2 separate regions of the Sus scrofa genome follow, and region 2 is linked to region 1. The links are chromatin contacts, called in public Hi-C maps. All regions are on one chromosome and are shown on one strand. The core of a region is the stretch at or near the end of the contact, and the rest is flanking DNA. Distances in the headings are between cores, read along the strand shown.

Region 1 (3,039 bases), core at 380-2,879:
AATATTTCTCTCAGCTAGTAACTGAGAGAAAAATCTAAATCTCTAATCTAAAATCTCTCAGATTTAAGTCAATTCTGACTTAAAAATTAGATTTCTGGGAGCATTCATAATTGTTTAAAATATGAATTACTTTTTAAAATATATGAATATTCAATAGGGCTCCAAGGGCTATAGACTTTCTGTTACACTGCTGTGGTGCTTTCTGTAGTTCAAGATGTTCCCTTGAGGTGGCAGTCAAATTATAATCGCATTTTTGAGGCAACTAATAACACAAATGGCAAGCAAGTTCTAAAACCCACTGAGATTGAACTGAGTGTCTACTGACATGCATAGGCACTAATGGATATCTGACCCAAACTCCCTTAGACACAGGACACCTCTACACATGTGGTCCAAAATATGTCAAAAGCTTGTCCCTATTCTCAGATAAATAAAACTCAGATTTCATTCAAAATCCTGATTTTTTCTTTCTCAGAAAAAGGCAGTGGGATTTCCTGTGAAAACTTCTAAATTCCGTAAAACTCTCCTCAATTTCTCAACCCAAGAAAAAGCAATACTCACCCCCTTCTCTATCTGTCTTTTGTATTGAAATTTACTAAATCGCCACGGGACAAACACACCCCTCCCCCAGAGAGAGACTTCCAAAACCCAATCCCACCTCCGAGGGAATAAAAAAGCAACCGCGTTAAAGTAACAACTAGTTGACGCAGGCGCACACACGCCCTAACGCCGCGCTAAAACTACTCCTTGCCAAATTTCTACCCTTCGATCCTAGAGCCAGGAAAGGAGACGAAGGTATTAATAGGATTTTCTTTCAAAATGTAGTGACAGTGTTTAAGAAATGAATTTTTAAAAAAAACCACTCAAGATTTGAGCTACAAGAAATCCAAGGAAGTTGGCGACAGTGATAGCGTTTGTGAATATTTACTCAGCCTCACTCAACTTCGCAGTTTCACTCTTCACATCGCCATGTCTTTTATGTACGCACACTTTACCACACAGTGCCTCTTCTCCACCCCGGGCTGGCTGCACACACACCCATACAAGCACACACGGCCCCCTCTTCTCTCTCACACAAACACACACAGCCTTCTTCTCTCCCACGTCACGCGCACACACACTCATCCACCCTCCCTCCTCTTTCACACATACAAATTCACACTCACACTCCTTCCTTTCCCCCAACACCAAACACACTCAAGACACCACCACCCCCCTTTACACACCGTCCCTTTTCCTAGGTTTGTCACTCAGCTACACTACGCTCACACCCTTCCCCTCAACACTTTACTGATCTGTCCCTCTACCCCCTTTTGTCACACAGGCAGTTAAATTGTCACTCACAAACCCCTCTCCGTCTCCGCACTGTCCCTCCCCTCCCACACCCCACAGTCACAGTTACACTGCCAAACTCTCCTCCCCAAGGTCCTCCCCCACCACTCAGTCTGCATAGTCTTCTCAGCTTGGTTACACACTTACACATTTACACTGTTACACACACACACACACACCCGCTTTGTAACACAAACGCGGTCGCCCGCGCCCCACCCTCTACAGCTCCCCCCGCCCCCTGCGGCGGCCGGCGGCGGCGCCGATGACCTCACGGCGCGCGCGCGGCGCGGCCCGGCGAGGCCGCAGATTGGCTGGCCGCGCCTCCGCGGCACTTCAAAGCCGGAGAGGGAGCTACAATTGTGGTGGAATGGGCGGAACTGATCATTGTATTGCACACCTCTAAAAAAAACACTGCCTCTGATTTATCAATATAAAAAAGATCCTCTGAGAGGAGGAGGGCACTTTTGTGTGATGGCAACTTCACTTCTAGGGGTGAGTCTCAGGATTTTCTCTTGCTGGTTTAATTAGTTTCCTTTTATTGCCTATCGGAGGGGGTTAAAGTCGCCCCGGCCAGGCCACGGGCTATCAGTCTCTATTGAGAGCTTCCCCCCCACCTTTAAATACAAGTGAGTTTGGAGAAAAGGAAGAGGGGGAGAGGGGGGTAGAGTCACTTTTTTCGGCGCAGGGAAAGGTTCGAAGGGCATTTAGACAAGCCACCTCGCAGCGCCCGGCCGCTCCCCGCCCGGGAGACTTGCGCCCAGCCCATTTTACGTGCGACGATTTCGGGGGTAAAGAAAGCAAGTTTTTCCTCCTGGGCAAACTGCAGATTTCCCTCTCCCCCTTAAAAAATTCCGCAGCCCGCCTTGTCTTGCAGGTACGTTGAACCCGTCTCTCTCTTAACTATTCTAGACTCTTTTTTTTTTTTTTTTGGTTAAGAAAATCAGGAAGAGCGAGCCCTGTAGTCTTCTGTCTTTTGGCCTGGGAGAGACAACCCAGGATGGGTTTCTGGGGACCGGAACAGGATTTTCAAAGCTCTCTGTGGATTACAGGGGTAGCGCTCGTAAAAGCAATCTAGTGGTATTTCCCCAGGATTCTCCGCAAAGGAATCTTGTTTCCTCCCCAATCTGGACTTTTTGCTTGCTTGCTTGTTTCGAAGTGCCTGGGGTCTTGTGTCCTCGAGAGTGTTGTTTTAGGTGAGAATACTTGTCAAACTCTTCCTTAGCATGGCGCTTTGCTCCCGAATCAGACGCCAGCAACCAAACTTGTCCCCTTCCGTAGAGTAGGAAGCAGCCGGGCGCCGGGGCTGTTGGGGGAGCCAGGTGAGTTGGTGGCGGCGCGCCGCAGCGAGAAATGGGGTGCAGTGGGGCGTCTTGGAGGTTACCAGAGGCCTGATGCACATTTCCTCCCTCCCTCCCCTACCGGCCCTTTGCCCACCTCCCCTCCCCCATCCCTTCTCTTCTCTCAGGAAGAACCGAGGTTGGGATCGACTCCTCTGGCCATGCTTGCTGCTACCTGTAATAAGATCGGCAGCCCCAGCCCGTCTCCCTCCTCCCTCTCGGACAGCTCATCTTCCTTCGGCAAAGGCTTCCACCCCTGGAAACGTTCCTCGTCCTCTTCCTCTGGCAGCTGCAACGTGGTGGGCTCCAGTCTTTCAAGCTTCGGTGTGTCAGGAGCCTCCAGGAACGGCGGCTCGTCTTCGGCCGCGGC
Region 2 (3,031 bases), core at 438-2,937, 880 kb before region 1:
TGTGAACGTGTGCCATGAAAAGGCTAATAGAATCTTTGTCCAGGGGCTGAAAACACACACATATCAAGTCATATGAAATTCTCTCAAGTTAAAACAAACGCACAATTAAAAAAAAAAAAAAAAAGGAACATCAGCAAAGCTATACAGTTGTTTATTTTTCTAAAAGCCAGAACCAATTCCAGTCGATCTGGGAAAACTTACTCAGTCTTGAAGAGCTACCCACAGGATTAGACAGGTGACAAGAAGGCATTCAGCTTAGTAACCACTTCTTGCCGAGTAGGGCAAAGGATTTGTATGTGCTCCACATACCAAACCCAAAAGTCAACATGCAACATAAGCTTGGCTTTTCACAACTTGCTTTTTATCAAATATGTGAAAGAGAAAATGGAGAGGTTGAGACAAGAAATGTTTTTGGTGTCCCTTTCAAGTTAAACTTTAGCTAAAGGAAACCAACAAGCCTGTGGCCACTGGGGAAAAAAAAAAAGTTGAAACAGAGGAATCACATAGTTTCCTAAGAACCCATGGAGATACAAACTGGATGATAAGGTGTAAAAGTCACTGCTCCTGGGAGAAAATATGATTATTCCTATTCTCATTTAGAGAAACAAACAAAAAATGAGCCCCTCTCCTTTGAAGCTATACTGGAGAACCGTCCCCCACTCCAACTAGACAGTCTTTCCACTTTGTCCTCTATGACTTCTGAAGTAGTTAACTTTTTAATTTGTGGAGTCACATCTCCCTCATTTTAATGATTATTTATTGCATTCTGTACAAGATGAACCAGGTTCAATTAATCAAGGGAAGCCTAAAAATCAATTAATATGAATTAAATGAGCTACACCAACTCTTAGGAAAGTCACACATAATTTACCAAAGTGTTGTCAATAACGCTCAGACATCTTTGGGAAAATTGCGCACAAGTGGCCGGTGATGCAGTTAAACGTTTCAAACCAGCACCATTAATATCACAACCGGGGGTGGGGGGGTGGGGGCGAGGACAGGCAGGCAGGCAGGCAGGCAGGCCAGTTCTTGCTGCAGAAGGACAACGGCTCCTAAGCAACGTCTGAACACTCCGCTTTCCAACCTCATGAAAAATGCCTGAGTGGGTTTAAAATCTGTACATGCTGGATTGTTCTGCCGATCAAACATCCATCTTGCTGGTAACTAAAATGTTTTTAAAGCAATAGTTAAATAGAGAATGATACAAATCCTGAATATCCTTTGTTTCTACTAGCTCTGAGACATATATAGATTTTCAAATAGTGCATTCAGAATATAAATTTATAAGGAAGGAACACCATCTAAATCGTACCTCCTTGGGGATTTTATTTTTAAAAGAACTTGGATGCAATATAAATATGGGCAGAAATACACTCCTGTCCTGTCTTGTTTTAACGTGACTAAAAGCCAGCACATATCTTTCTAAAATATAAACACATCCCCAGCCAAGTGCAACCTTCTTACAGGAAAGGGGGGAAAAAAAAAAAAAAAAAAAAGTAAACCCTGGCTTCTGCCCAACCATGATCCTTAGGATGAGGCTCCTCTGCTGCCCTGAAAAGCTTTCTTTAACAACAGTTTCATTTGTAAATCTGTGATGGAAGAAGTGGTTTCCGGTAGAGCTGGAAGTGGCCCGAGACAACTTGTCTCAATGGGGCAAAATAACTATTGTTATCGGGCTTAACAAAATGGCACAGCATGGGAGACTTGCAGAGCCAGGGAGCAGCTGGTTGTAATTCACACTGTTTTTCAGAAAACTCTAATCGTTCCAGAACAGACCTCTTTGATGACTGGTCTTCCCTGCATTCTCAATTTGTCACTTTCTCTTATGATAAGGTCAGTAGTGACAGCACTTCCTGACATTAACAGCTGTGGCTTTTAAAAGGGTCATTGTAGAACTACTAATTGCAGTAATTTCATTAGCATAAATTATTTATTCTGCCATTCATTTATCTCCAGTTTTCTTTTGAGGGATGGGGGGAGCCGGCAGGAGCCGGCTGCTGGTGCTGGAGAGGCTGCACTGATGGCGAGGCGATGCTGGATTTTTCACTTTTAGAGCCGGGAGTGAAAAACACCATTCCTGCTACACTTGGCCCCTTGATGCAAACCAGTCGATCCCATTTGTAGTCATTTCGCAGCCAATCACGGTGAAAGCAAAAATAAAAATAAGCCAAGTGCCAGCATCCGCTGGTTATAAATCCAAGGTTTCCCTACTAAGATGCTTTGGAAAACAATGCTGTATCTGAGGCATAAGCAAATGCAAGGGAGAAATGGCTTTTCCTCACATTAAGAAAACGTGTTTAATGTCTGCTGTCCTGGTTGGCTCACTGTAAACACAGAAACACAAACAAATCTCCCCTACTTGGTGTGATGGTTCCTGGGCGGTGGCCGTTGCTAACACACCAAGTCCCCCAGCCACCTGAACCTTATAGCAAATTCCAGCATGTTCCTATTGTCCAAAATGACAGCAAAATTTGATTGGAAACCAATAGTTGGAGCCAGAACCAAATCAACCATTTTAAGTGTGATATAGGATTTTACATCTTCCCAAGCCCAGCACAGACGGCTGTTATGTCTGCACTTTTAAAGTCAATATTTCAGGAGTATTGTACGCAAGGCAGGGAATTAGGAGGGGGCCAAGGGGCCAGTGGAAAAAAAAGAAACTAGATCTTCTTTCAAATTTAACTTCGCTCATTTTGTAACATGTCATACTCCTAGTGTCCATCTTGAAAGTTTTTCTCAGAAATTCATTCCACATTAATTTTTAGAGCTTTACTGAAGTCTATATATAAAAACTGTACATATTTAATACCTACAGTAATTTTCAATAATGTCAGATCTATTGTTTGTACTTTTTAACTCCTTTTGGGACTGGTCAAAGTAGGGAATCTGTTAGAGACTGTGGTTGTAAGGGCTGGTTTATTGAGTAGTGAAAATTTAATAACATACAAAATGGCAGTATTACATTTGAGCTCTTCTCCTAAGCTCCTGCTGGTCTGACAGACTCCCAGGAAAAGACTGTGGAGGCGGCCAG

Evidence for each region. Hi-C and Micro-C count contacts between places; a contact is called where the count stands out from the background.
Region 2: a Hi-C map of epiblast stem cells shows a contact between it and region 1, with 2.9 times the contacts expected there. The contact joins the enhancer-like site here to the promoter of SP8 in region 1. A contact is called at or near these places in 6 of 47 Hi-C or Micro-C datasets (brain, embryonic fibroblasts, epiblast stem cells and 3 more).

The regions. Positions count from the first base shown.
Region 1 is chr9:89,766,018-89,769,056 of Sscrofa11.1, reverse strand. SP8 (transcription factor Sp8) reads left to right here and starts at 1,629. Exons shown (of 3, transcript XM_003357469.3): 1 at 1,629-1,824; 2 at 2,798-3,039. The coding sequence starts at 1,804.
Region 2 is chr9:90,644,892-90,647,922 of Sscrofa11.1, reverse strand. It overlaps DNAH11 (dynein heavy chain 11, axonemal), which reads right to left. Exons shown (of 81, transcript XM_021063431.1): 56 at 1-46. Among named protein-coding and RNA genes, the nearest start is that of CDCA7L, 160 kb to the left of the region's middle. Within about 2 kb of position 1,687, at least 4 of the 83 cell types and tissues checked have an H3K27ac peak or open chromatin away from gene starts, as enhancers often do. A contact at or near this core is called in epiblast stem cells, where this site is marked.